Regions from separate parts of the Sus scrofa genome. Here region 2 is linked to region 1. The links are chromatin contacts, called in public Hi-C maps. All regions are on one chromosome and are shown on one strand. The core of a region is the stretch at or near the end of the contact, and the rest is flanking DNA. Distances in the headings are between cores, read along the strand shown.

Region 1 (5,396 bases), core at 1,157-3,656:
CGCAGCTTGCAGCAACGCCAGATCCTTAACCCAATGAGCAAGGACAGGGATTGAACCTGCATCCTCATGGACACTGTGTCCAGTTCTTAACCCGCTGAGCCACCACAGAACTCCTTCTGCCCATTTTTTTTTAAATCAGGTTGTTTGTTTTTTGAAGTTGAAGTGTAGGGGCTGTTTATATGTGTTGGATATTAATCCTTTATTGGTCATATTATTTGCAAATATTTTCTCCCGTTCAGTAGGTTCAGGCACACCATGCATCCATTCTTTTAATCATCACAGTCCTATAGAGGAGGTAATGTCACCTCCATTTTTCAGATGAAGTAACAGAGGAACGAAGGGATGTGGGTTCGATCCCTGGCCTCGCTCAGTGGGTTAAGGATCCGGCGTTGCCGTGAGCTGTGATGTAGGTCGCAGACGCGGCTCGGATCCCGCGTCTGCCTTACCCAAAGGTACACGCACTTTCTCTTTATATCAACGCACTAAGCGCCCTTGTGAGTGCTCTTGCATTGATCTCAATTTCCCTAAACTCCTTGCTGTCAAATCCTATAGGGTGGGTCCTTCTGGCTAATATACTTGTGCTCTCAAGCTTTCCTGACCACCAGTTCCCCGCTGCCTGTCAGAACTTAACAGTCCAGGAGTTCCCTGGTGGCTCATCAGGTTAAGGATCCAGTGTTGGCACTGCTGTGGCTCAGGTTACTGCTGTGGCATGGGTTTAATCCCTGGCCCGGGAACTTCTGCAGGCTGTGGACGTGGCTAGAAAAACCCTACGTCCAAAAACACAGCTCTATGTCATACCATGTTAGGACCTTGCTAGATGGCTAGAGACGACCCGATAAATAAAGGCACGGTTTCCCAGCTGATATGCTGACTCTCAAGTAAGTTGTGTGTACGTACATATGCATATACATACGGATATATGATTCTTTTGTGTGTGTGTGTGTGTGTGTCTTTTTAGGGCTGCACCCATGGCATATGGAGGTTCCCAGGCTAGGTGTCTAATCAGAGCTGTAGCCCCCAGACTACGCCAGAGCCACAGCAATGCCAGATCCAAGCCACATCTGTGACCTACACCACAGCTCACGGCAACACCGGATCCTTAACCCACTAAGCAAGGCCAGGGATCGAACCCGCAACCTCATCGTACCTAGCCGGATTAATTTCCACCACGCCACGATGGGAACTCCTAAAGTGGAATTCTTATTTGGGAATGCAAAACCGTGATAGACTCTGATAACACATACTTACATATTCAGCATAACCTTCAAAGTCCAGCTTCATGGCAGGACCAATGGAAAAGACTTGGGGGCCACGAGAACTTCAAATGTTACCCCATCATCACATCACAATAGACAGAGTGTAAGGACAGCCTGGCCCGGCTCAGTTCCCTCCACAGGGGACATACAGAGCACTGACACTGAGTGGGTGGGACTCCTTTTCAGGGACCCCTCCCAGGAAGCCCTGGTAGAGTCAGAAGCCACACTGCTGAAGGGGTCCCTGGAGGTGTGACAAAAGGAGAGAAATTTGGACAGCCCGCTGGGACTAGAGGTGCAAAGTGAAACAGGATGGCCAGTAAATTTTGAGTTTTAGGTAAACAATGGCTAATTTATTAGTATAATAGATCCCAAGTATTAATTTTTTTTAATTTATCAAGGTAACACTGGTTTGTAATCTAAGTTTCATGTGTCCAACATCCTATTTCTACTTCTGTACACACTGCAGCCTGGTTATCACCAAAACTCTAGCTTCCAGGGAGTTCCTGTTGTAGTTCGGCGGAAACGAATCTGACTAGCATCCATGAGGACGAAGGTTCAATCCCTGGCCTTACTCAGTGGGTTAAGCATCCATCGTTGCCATGAGCTGTGATGTAGCTGACAGATGCGGCTCGGATCTGGTGCTGCTGTGGCTGTGGTGCAGGCCGGCAGCTATAGCTCCGATTCAACCCCTAGCCTGGGAACTCCTATGTGCTGTGGGTGCAGCCCTAAAAAGACCAAAAAAAAAAAAAAAAAAAAGTCTAGCTTCTGTCACCATACCATTGATCCCACTTACCCATGAGTGGGTCCCAAAGATTGCACTGAGCACACTTGCATTCAAACAAACAAACAAACAAAAAAGCTTGTTGTTTACCTGAAATACAAATCTACCTGGCATCTGCATTTCTGCTAATAGACCGGGGACTGCCTCAGTCAGCTCCTGGGGAAAGAACATGAGGCCTTCACGACACCTGGCACTGTGTGGGCAAGAAGGTGGGGAGCACTGCCCTGACCACCCCCCAGCCCCCTGGGTGAGGGAGGGGCCATCTTCGGGGGCCCCCTCAGTTTAGCTCCTACACTATCTTTTTTTTTTTTTTTTCCTTTTTTTTTGGCCATGCCTGCAACAGGCAGAAGTTCCCGGGGCCAGGGAGCGAACCCACGCCACAGCAGTCACCAGAGCCAGACCCGCTGAGCCACCAGGGAGCTCTGCTCCTGTCTTATTCTTTTCTGATCACGAAAGAAACACACATTCACGTAGCATAGGAACGTCTAAGTCAGAAAGTTCCTCCAGAGATAACAGCTATCAGGTTGGATGTGAATTCTTCCAGATCTTTCCACCATAAATATGATCATATACTAGCATTTCCATAAGGAGGTTCATAAGATGGTTCTGGGACGTCCTTCTATTGCACGTGACATCAGGGACTTCCATGCAGACGCCTATTTCAACTTCATTGGTTTCCCCTGCCTCCCTTAACCCAGAGGTGTTTGGTCTTTGGGAGCCCGCAGCCCCTTGGGGGGCGGGATGAAGGACAAGAGTACGAAAGCACGTCGCCCAAACACCTGAGCCTTCCTGACTCGGTCTTACCCCTTCAGCCTGTGCGCGGCGGCCGGGGGAGGTTAAGGATCACTGAACCGGGTCCAGGAGGCTGGAAGGCCTGTGAACATGGCTTTCTCGTCATGGGGTGACCCACGGCTGGGGAGCCTCAGTCAGAGGGGTCCTGGGTCACTGCCCCCATTGTGAGACCCATCCGTGGGCTCCTCCCCAGGCCAGGGGCCCCTCCTCTCCAGCATCCTCACCGCCATCAGCTGACTCCAGCAGGGGCCAAACCCCTGGGCAACGCCAAGAGCCTCCCAGCCTCAAACGGGTTGGGTGACATTCACTTCCTGGCGCTGTCCTCCGGGCCTGCTCCGTCATTAGGAAATCAGTGACAGCCGCGGGACGACGAGCCACCCGCCCAGCACCTCTGGTGGCTCAGACCTGCTCCACGGAGGCCCCGGGCGGACAGGCGGATGCTGCTGGCCCTGGTCCCAGCCAAGGTGAGTCTGGGGGCTGGGCTGGGGGTGGGGAAGGAGCTTGGCAGGGTCCTGCCCTGACGGGCATGATGCTGGGTGTGGGAGTCTGTGTGTGGTGTCTCCAGTGCGGGAACGGTCAGGCTGAAGCTGTAAAGTCTTGCCTTGGGGACCCAGGAGGGAAACAGGTACCTAGGAGTGTCCCAAGGCTCACTGTCACAAAGTGGAGGGGTCAGGGGTTGCCTGGGCGGGTGACACCCCCCACCAGTTCTCACAGTGGGCTCTACTGTGGGTGAAGCCAGGCACTGGGGTTCAGGGGGTCGGCTCCCCCAGGCCAGCCCTGATCCAACCCCTGCCTCCGGGGGGCTGGAGTGGCAGCCCTGTTTAGTCACCCCAACTAGAGATGTTTGGGAAGTCACTTTTATATCCGTGCTTCCTCATCTATTCCTTTAAAAAAAAACAACCCTTTACAGAGGTACAATTGATGCGTGAAAAGCTGGACCTATTTAGCCTCTACAACTGGATTCTAGAGCTCCTGTGAGGTGCTGTCACCCCCGGCTGTTTGTTAAACCAGTGTCTCTGTAGAGGTGTGAGGGCGGGGACCTCCTATTTTGCTAGACTCTTCATTCACTCTTTCCATCAAGGGCTGGAAGGCCAGCCACGGATGCAAATCCGAACCCTGGCTAGAGGCGGTGGCTCACAGCATAGCTGCACAGCCAGGCTGACTTGGCCTCGAATCCTGGGTCTGCCTGTACCAGCAGCGTGACTCTGAACAAGCTACTTAAGCCTCGGTTCCCTCACCTGTAACACAGAGATAATATCTACCTCCCAGAGTGGTCATGAATAAATGAGGAAGGGACGCAAAATGCCAAGCGCATAATTAGTGCTCAATAAATAGTCGCTGTTATAATTATTTATTATTAGCTCCACACTGGTCCCATCTCATCTAGGACGTCTTTCCAGCCCGCCTCTCCCATTTCCTGAAGCACCAACCGGGGTGCCTTTGGCATAGACTGTCTTGCACTGCTATTTAGCTGGTTTGTGCCCAAACCAGAGCGTGTTCCTTTGTTTTTTGGCCACACCTGCAACATGGGAAAGTTCCTGGGCCACGCATCAAACCCGAGCCAAGCTACTGCAGTGACAATGTGGGATCCCACTGCACCACCAGGGAACTCCCAGAGCCTGCCCCTTGCATTTCTTCTGCTGCCCTCTCTCCTGCTCCAGGACTCAAGACAGAGTCAGGCCCCTAAGAGGAACTTGAGGATGGAGAATGCAAAGGAATGAGGGGAGAGGGAGAGACACGCGGAGGGAAGTTGAGAAAGAGGTGGAAGGCGGGGACGGAGGGTGGGTGGCACTGTCTGGACATGAGGGGCACACCTTCCCCAAAGCACAGGAGGAGGGGACTGCACGGAGGGGCCACCAGTGGGACCTGGGATGTCTTTTGCATTCCTGCGTCCTTGTAATTTTTCCACAAACTCGGATGAGAGGTCGTGGTGCTCCTCCCAGCTCCCCTGCTCGTGCCAAGGAGCTAATATCGACTCACCGGTCTATCGAGGGATTCTCGTGTTTTCCAGACCAGCTAGGAAATCAAGCAGTCTCTCTCTGCCGTCTCCCTGTCCCTCCCCTTCCCAGGTGACCTCAGACAAGTCACTTCCTCATCTCTGGACCTGGGTCTGCCTCCTTATAAAACGAGACTTTACTGAGTGACCTCAAGTCCATTTTGCCTCAAGTATTCTCTCATCTGCTTGACTTCTGCCTGTCCTGATACCTACTTCTCAGTTACCCAAACAACCTCAGCTATTAATCATCATGCCTTCTTTAAAAAAAAAAAAAATCTTTTTCACCAAGAAATTTTTTAAATGTCCACTAGGCTCTGACGCTTCATGAAGGAGTCTGATTACCACTGATCCCCAATGCACAGCTCAGTATTTAGTATGCAACAGGCGCTCAATGAGTATGTGTTGAATAACTGGATAAATGGAAGGATGGATGGAAGGAAGGAAGGAATTGCCGGCACGCGCCTGTGGGGAGTTGTGACCTTCGGGGACACTGTTAGCAGTTGGTTGGCTCAAGAAATTCAAGGTCATCCCAAGAATGACCCCAGTTTGGTTTAGACACTGGCAAGTGTGT
Region 2 (5,396 bases), core at 2,161-4,660, 85 kb before region 1:
TTTAGCTACTCTGAGTCCCTTGCAATTCCATTTAGGATCAGCAAATGAATTTCTGTACCCAAAAAAGGCTAGCTTGGGTTTGTATATTGTGTTGACTAGTTGGGATATAAACTGATTGTTGCACAGTGGTCCCCTGCTGTCCGTGGGAGATTGGTTCCAGGACACCACATCCTTGGATGCTCAGGTCCCTGACAGAGAACGATGTCGTATTTGCATGTGACCTATGTCCGTCTTCCCATACACTTTAAATCATCTCTCAGTTATAACACCCGATACAGTGTAAATGATACACAGTTTGCCCAGGTGGCAGATTCACCTTTTGCCTTCTGAAACTTTCTAGGACTCTTTTCCCCAGAATATTTTTGATCCACTGCTGGCTGAATCCATGGATGTGGACCGGGCAGATACAGAGGGCTGACTATATATTGATCGTGTATGCTGCAACCTCGCCGAACGCGTTTATTGGTTCTAAGGGGTTTTTAGTGGATGCCTAATACTTTCTATATATAAGGTCCTATCATCTGCACATTGAGCCGCTTTTCTTCTTCTCCTCCAATCTGAATGTCTTTTCTTTCTCTTGGGTAATTGCTTTGACTAGACTCTATTACAGTGTCAAGGTCAGACATGCTGTCTCGTCGCTACCTCAGGGGAAAGCGTTTCGTCTTTGACCATCAAGCATGATGTTGCCTGTCAGCTTTCCCCTTGATGCCCTTTATCGAGTTGAGAAGTTTCCTTCAGTTTATTGAGTGTCTATTGAAAGGGGGTTGGATTTTGTCAAACGCCTCTTCTGCATTTACGGAGATGATCGGAAGCCTCTAGAAATTCACTCTGGGACGTCAGACCACCCCTGCCTTCCTCAGAAGCATCCCATTTGGACAGTGGGGTGTGATGCTGTATAAACGTACACAGTGGATAATTCTCTCAACGTGTGGATGGAGTCTACTGGTTACTATTTTGTTGAGGATATTGGCCTAAATGTTTCCTTGTGATGTTTTTGTTACTTGCATATACTTTTATATTTAGAATAAATGCATGTTTTATAATCTGGAAAAAATACTATAAAACAGTGAATGAACACTAACCCAAAACCTTCTTCCCGTTTAATCTTAGGCTCAGATGAAGGACTACCAACGTGAATTAGAAGAAGCACGTGCATCCCGTGATGAGATTTTTGCTCAATCCAAAGAGAGTGAAAAGAAATTAAAGAGTCTGGAAGCAGAAATTCTTCAATTGCAGGAGGTATGCTGCTTTACTTATTCGTCCATTAGTTTAACAAATAGTTGCCCTTGAAATTTCTCTAAGACCGGATATCACTTTCCATTTTTAATACGGTACTGATCCATCTGGTGGCTTCAGTACAGCAAGCAAAGTGGACACTCCTCTGCCTGGGCTAAAACCGAGCAGTGGATGAGTAATTTCTCCAATCTAACTGTAGTCTGAGGCACACTAGGAGTGCCTGGAGCCAGGCGGCGGCAGCCTACAGGCACCGTCAGCTTTCACCTTGGACGAAACTGTCAGCGTCCAGAGCTGAAATCAGTCTCCACTTCCTCAGGAACTTGCCTCGTCTGAGCGAGCCCGCCGACACGCCGAGCAGGAGAGAGACGAGCTGGCGGACGAGATCGCCAACAGCGCCTCTGGCAAGTGAGTCTCCTGGCAACACGTGGAAGGGGAGGGCGTCTTGAAATCCGTGGCTGCCTGCCACCCCCCGACACACAGTCCTTATGGGCACCTGCGGCCCATGCCCCGGAGCACACACCTGGGGCACAAGATGGCTGTTGGGGGAGCCAGTTGTTGGTCTGCTCATCTGTTCAGTCTGGAACGAGGCGCACAGGCCGCGTCTCCCTGTGCCGGTCACACCCACGGCAGGCACGCAGGACAGACATGCAGACCTAACCTGCTTTCCAAAGGCCGCACCGCCGTGCAACACAAGCCTTCACGTTCCTCACATCTGACGATAGATTCCTTAGACTTACCTTTCCCTGCTCGTACTTTTTGTCAAAAATCACAATTTTTCTCTGCTGTGCTGAGGATTCATCATGGTCATTTAAGTGATGAATGATGAGTTGGCCTTTGATCTCAGTGCACTGGAGAACCAGTAGCCGAAGGCTAGGAAATACCAGGATCCTTTTGCACTTGTAGTTTTATTTATTTTTTGTCTTTTTAGGGCCGCACCCGCAACATATGGAGGTTCCCAGGCTAGGGGGGCAAGTCGGAGCTACAGCTGCAGGCCTATGCCACAGCCACAGCCACGCTTTGAAGCTGCCACTGGCTGCCCTGCGGAGCAGCGACGGGGAGGTGGCAGGGAGGTCGGCTGGGAGGCTATCGCAGTGCTCCAGACCGGAGATGACGGGGCTGGGATGGAGAGAAGCGGGTGGCGTGTTGGGACGCGGATTGGGTGGGTACAGAGGAGAGAGAAAAATGAGGCGCGCTGCTCGGCTCCGGCAGCGGGGAGGGTGGAGGAGGCCCCCAGGAGGAGTTGGGAGTCCCCAGCTTGGCAGAGACCGGTCTGGACCCGCCTCCTCCACCCCGCAGGTCTGCGCTGCTGGACGAGAAGCGGCGTCTAGAGGCGCGAATCGCGCAGCTGGAGGAGGAGCTGGAAGAGGAGCAGAGCAACATGGAGCTGCTCAACGACCGCTTCCGCAAGACCACGCTGCAGGTGCACACGCGGCGGCCGGCCCGGCCCGGCCCGCGAAGGGCCGCGCTGCCGCCACACGGCTGACCGTCTCTCCTCCACAGGTGGACACGCTGAACGCAGAGCTGGCGGCCGAGCGCAGCGCCGCCCAGAAGAGCGACAACGCGCGCCAGCAGCTGGAACGGCAGAACAAGGAGCTGAAGGCCAAGCTGCAGGAGCTGGAGGGCGCTGTCAAGTCCAAGTTCAAGGCCACCATCTCAGCCCTGGAAGCCAAGATTGGGCAGCTAGAGGAGCAGCTTGAGCAGGAGGCCAAGTAAGAGGTTTCTGCTGCATCTCTGCTACAGACCAGGTCCAGGTTCAGCCTGGAGTCCGAGGGGACAGACATGCCCCCTCTCCCTCAGGAGCTCCCTCGGCAGGGGAAGAAATGACAGGAACACGTGGAACCAGAGAGGAGGTGATGCAAGCCCTCAGGGAAGCCCTGTCAGCTCTCCCCAGACCCGGCTGAGGGCTGTGCCCCGTGATTTCCTGGGGCCAGAGTTACATCTTGACCCAAAGCGGATTGCCCAAGCTGGGGCCGTCACGTGAACTGCTGCAGTTTGTTGGCAGAGAAAAATAATGTGACCAAAAGCAGCTTTTCTTCTCCCCAGGAGGGGATTGCTTAACAGTCTCCATTCGGTTGGAGAAAACCACTCTGAAATGTACGAGGAGTTGCACAAGGCAGCTCGGGGCGGGCAGTCACCAGTCTCTGGGGACAGAGGCAGAGGCCGCCTCCTGCGGAGGAGCCTGGGGCCCCGAAGCGCAGCGTCTGTGCTCAGAGCCAGGCCCGCCTCCGGCACGGCCCGCACAGTCCAGGGCTGGTTTGCTGTTAGTTGTCATTAACGTAACCTGCCCTCCAGCGGACTCCAGCCCCACCCTGTCCGTTCTTGCATAACGTGTGTGAAGGATCAAAAGGACTTCTGGTCGCAGTGGAGTTCCCCAAATAAGCTCCTTCTCCTCCATGTGGACAGGGGAGGCCTGTCTACACCGGTGCAGATTTGACTCCTAACTAAAGTGGGCGGGGGTGTTCAGCAGGGGTGCTCTGGCATCTTTCATTTGTTTGGTTTTGTCTTTTTTTGTTTTTTGGTTTTAGGGCTGCACCTGCAGCCTATGGAGGTTCCCCGGCTAGGGATCAAATCGGAGCAGGATCTGAGCCACGTCTGCCACCTACACCACAGCTCACGGCAATGCTGTCTCCTTAACCCACTGAGCAAGGCCAGGGATCGAACCTGCCACCTCATGGTTACTAGTCGGATTCGTTTCTGCTGCGCCTCAGCGGGAACTCCCAGGTGCTCTAGCATCTTAATAGGTGGTTAGAAAATTTTAAGTTGAGACGACCACTTAATAAACTCTTTGTTTTGTTTCCCAGGCTAAAAAGTTAGGTGATTAGAGTAACCAGCTACAATTTTTGTCTTTAAAAACCCTCCACTTGATATGTGACAAGTAGCTTATATGTGACATTTGATCTTTGAAAGGTCACTCAATCAGTGTGACCAGAAAGAAATTTCTAGACCCTATTGATTATTCCAGAGGTACAGGGCCCGGAAAGCACTCTGACACAGGTCATCTTCCAGACAAAGAGGAAGGACTCTTCAAAAGCATTTCCCACGCATGAGACGGTCCTTTCAAGGCCGGTGGAAACGAACGTGCTGGTCATTTTCACAGGGAAAGAGCAGCCGCCAACAAACTGGTCCGCCGCACCGAGAAGAAGCTGAAGGAGATCTTCATGCAGGTGGAAGACGAGCGCCGCCACGCAGACCAGTATAAAGAACAGGTGAGGGGGCGGCGGGAGGCGAGGAGCCGCGTCCAAACCCCCGGGTTACCCCACTGGACCAGCCCAGTCAGCAAGAGCCGCTTCAAACTCCGTTCTAACGTGTCAGCACCCCCGCCAGCAGGGAATACGGAGCGGGTGGGGACCCCGCCGGCCTCCCAGGCGACCCAGATGTGGGGGAGAGGCGGGCGCCTGCCCGAGTGTGAGGCCTCATCTTAAAACTGTCACGTGTCCTCCACGGGAGTGGACGCTTCCCGAGTGCAGGATTCCTGCCCGCCTCACCCCACGGCCCTCTTGAATGCCTAGAGCAGCGTGGGCAAAGTTGGCAGTTGCTGCATGTTGGCAGGATGGAGGGATGGATGCAGGAGGTGTTGGATGGAAAAGGAATTGAAAGCAAGTGTTCTGCACGTGGGACCACAGTGGTCCTTCCGTCTGCGTCCAGGCATCTGGTTCCTTAGACTCAGGGCGTGTTCCCACAGGACTCGGGGCCGTGGCCAGGCCTGCACTAACCACAGTGGGGCGCTGAGGAGCCCCTGCCTGTGGCTCAGACGCCCCCCTCCTCTGTCCAGTCCGGCACCCGGCCCGGCCAGGCCTGGCCTTCCCGCCCTCAAGGCAGTTCTGGGTGGACGTCAGGGCGCGGGCCCGTCTCTGTGGCTCAGGAGGGATCGGTCCATAGGGCAGTCTGAGTTCTCGCGTCCGGTCCCGGAGTAGCTTTGTACTTGGATCAGAATGGATTGTTGGCACACCTACCCGTGTTGAAAGGCGGTGTCAAGTGGAACGTACCTTCTCCTGTTACTGATTGTCCCGCGTCGTGTGGGAACAGCACGTCCCTCACACAATCCCAGAGGTCGCGTCCGTGAAGATACTCAGCTGTCGCTTCTCTGCACAACACGCGGGTGGGCGAAAACAGAGTTTTAAAAAACTTTCTTTTAGCGTAATTGGCTTCGTGGACGCTGG

Evidence for each region. A called contact is a pair of places that touch in the nucleus more often than the background predicts.
Region 2: a contact with region 1 is called in a Hi-C map of fetal liver, with 1.6 times the contacts expected there. The contact joins the enhancer-like site here to the promoter of RNF222 in region 1. A contact is called at or near these places in 8 of 47 Hi-C or Micro-C datasets (alveolar macrophages, embryonic fibroblasts, fetal heart ventricle and 4 more) and 2 of 2 datasets of contacts at active chromatin or transcription factors (alveolar macrophages and skeletal muscle).

What each region holds. Positions count from the first base shown.
Region 1 is chr12:53,563,699-53,569,094 of Sscrofa11.1, reverse strand. It overlaps RNF222 (RING finger protein 222), which reads left to right and starts at 2,406. Exons shown (of 3, transcript XM_013990066.2): 1 at 2,406-3,293. It also overlaps a transcript of NDEL1 not described here.
Region 2 is chr12:53,650,190-53,655,585 of Sscrofa11.1, reverse strand. MYH10 (myosin-10) reads left to right here. Exons shown (of 44, transcript XM_021067863.1): 38 at 1,111-1,239; 39 at 1,553-1,641; 40 at 2,533-2,656; 41 at 2,737-2,945; 42 at 4,334-4,442. Among named protein-coding and RNA genes, the nearest start is that of NDEL1, 51 kb to the right of the region's middle. Within about 2 kb of position 3,410, at least 31 of the 83 cell types and tissues checked have an H3K27ac peak or open chromatin away from gene starts, as enhancers often do. A contact at or near this core is called in alveolar macrophages, embryonic fibroblasts, fetal liver and 2 more, where this site is marked.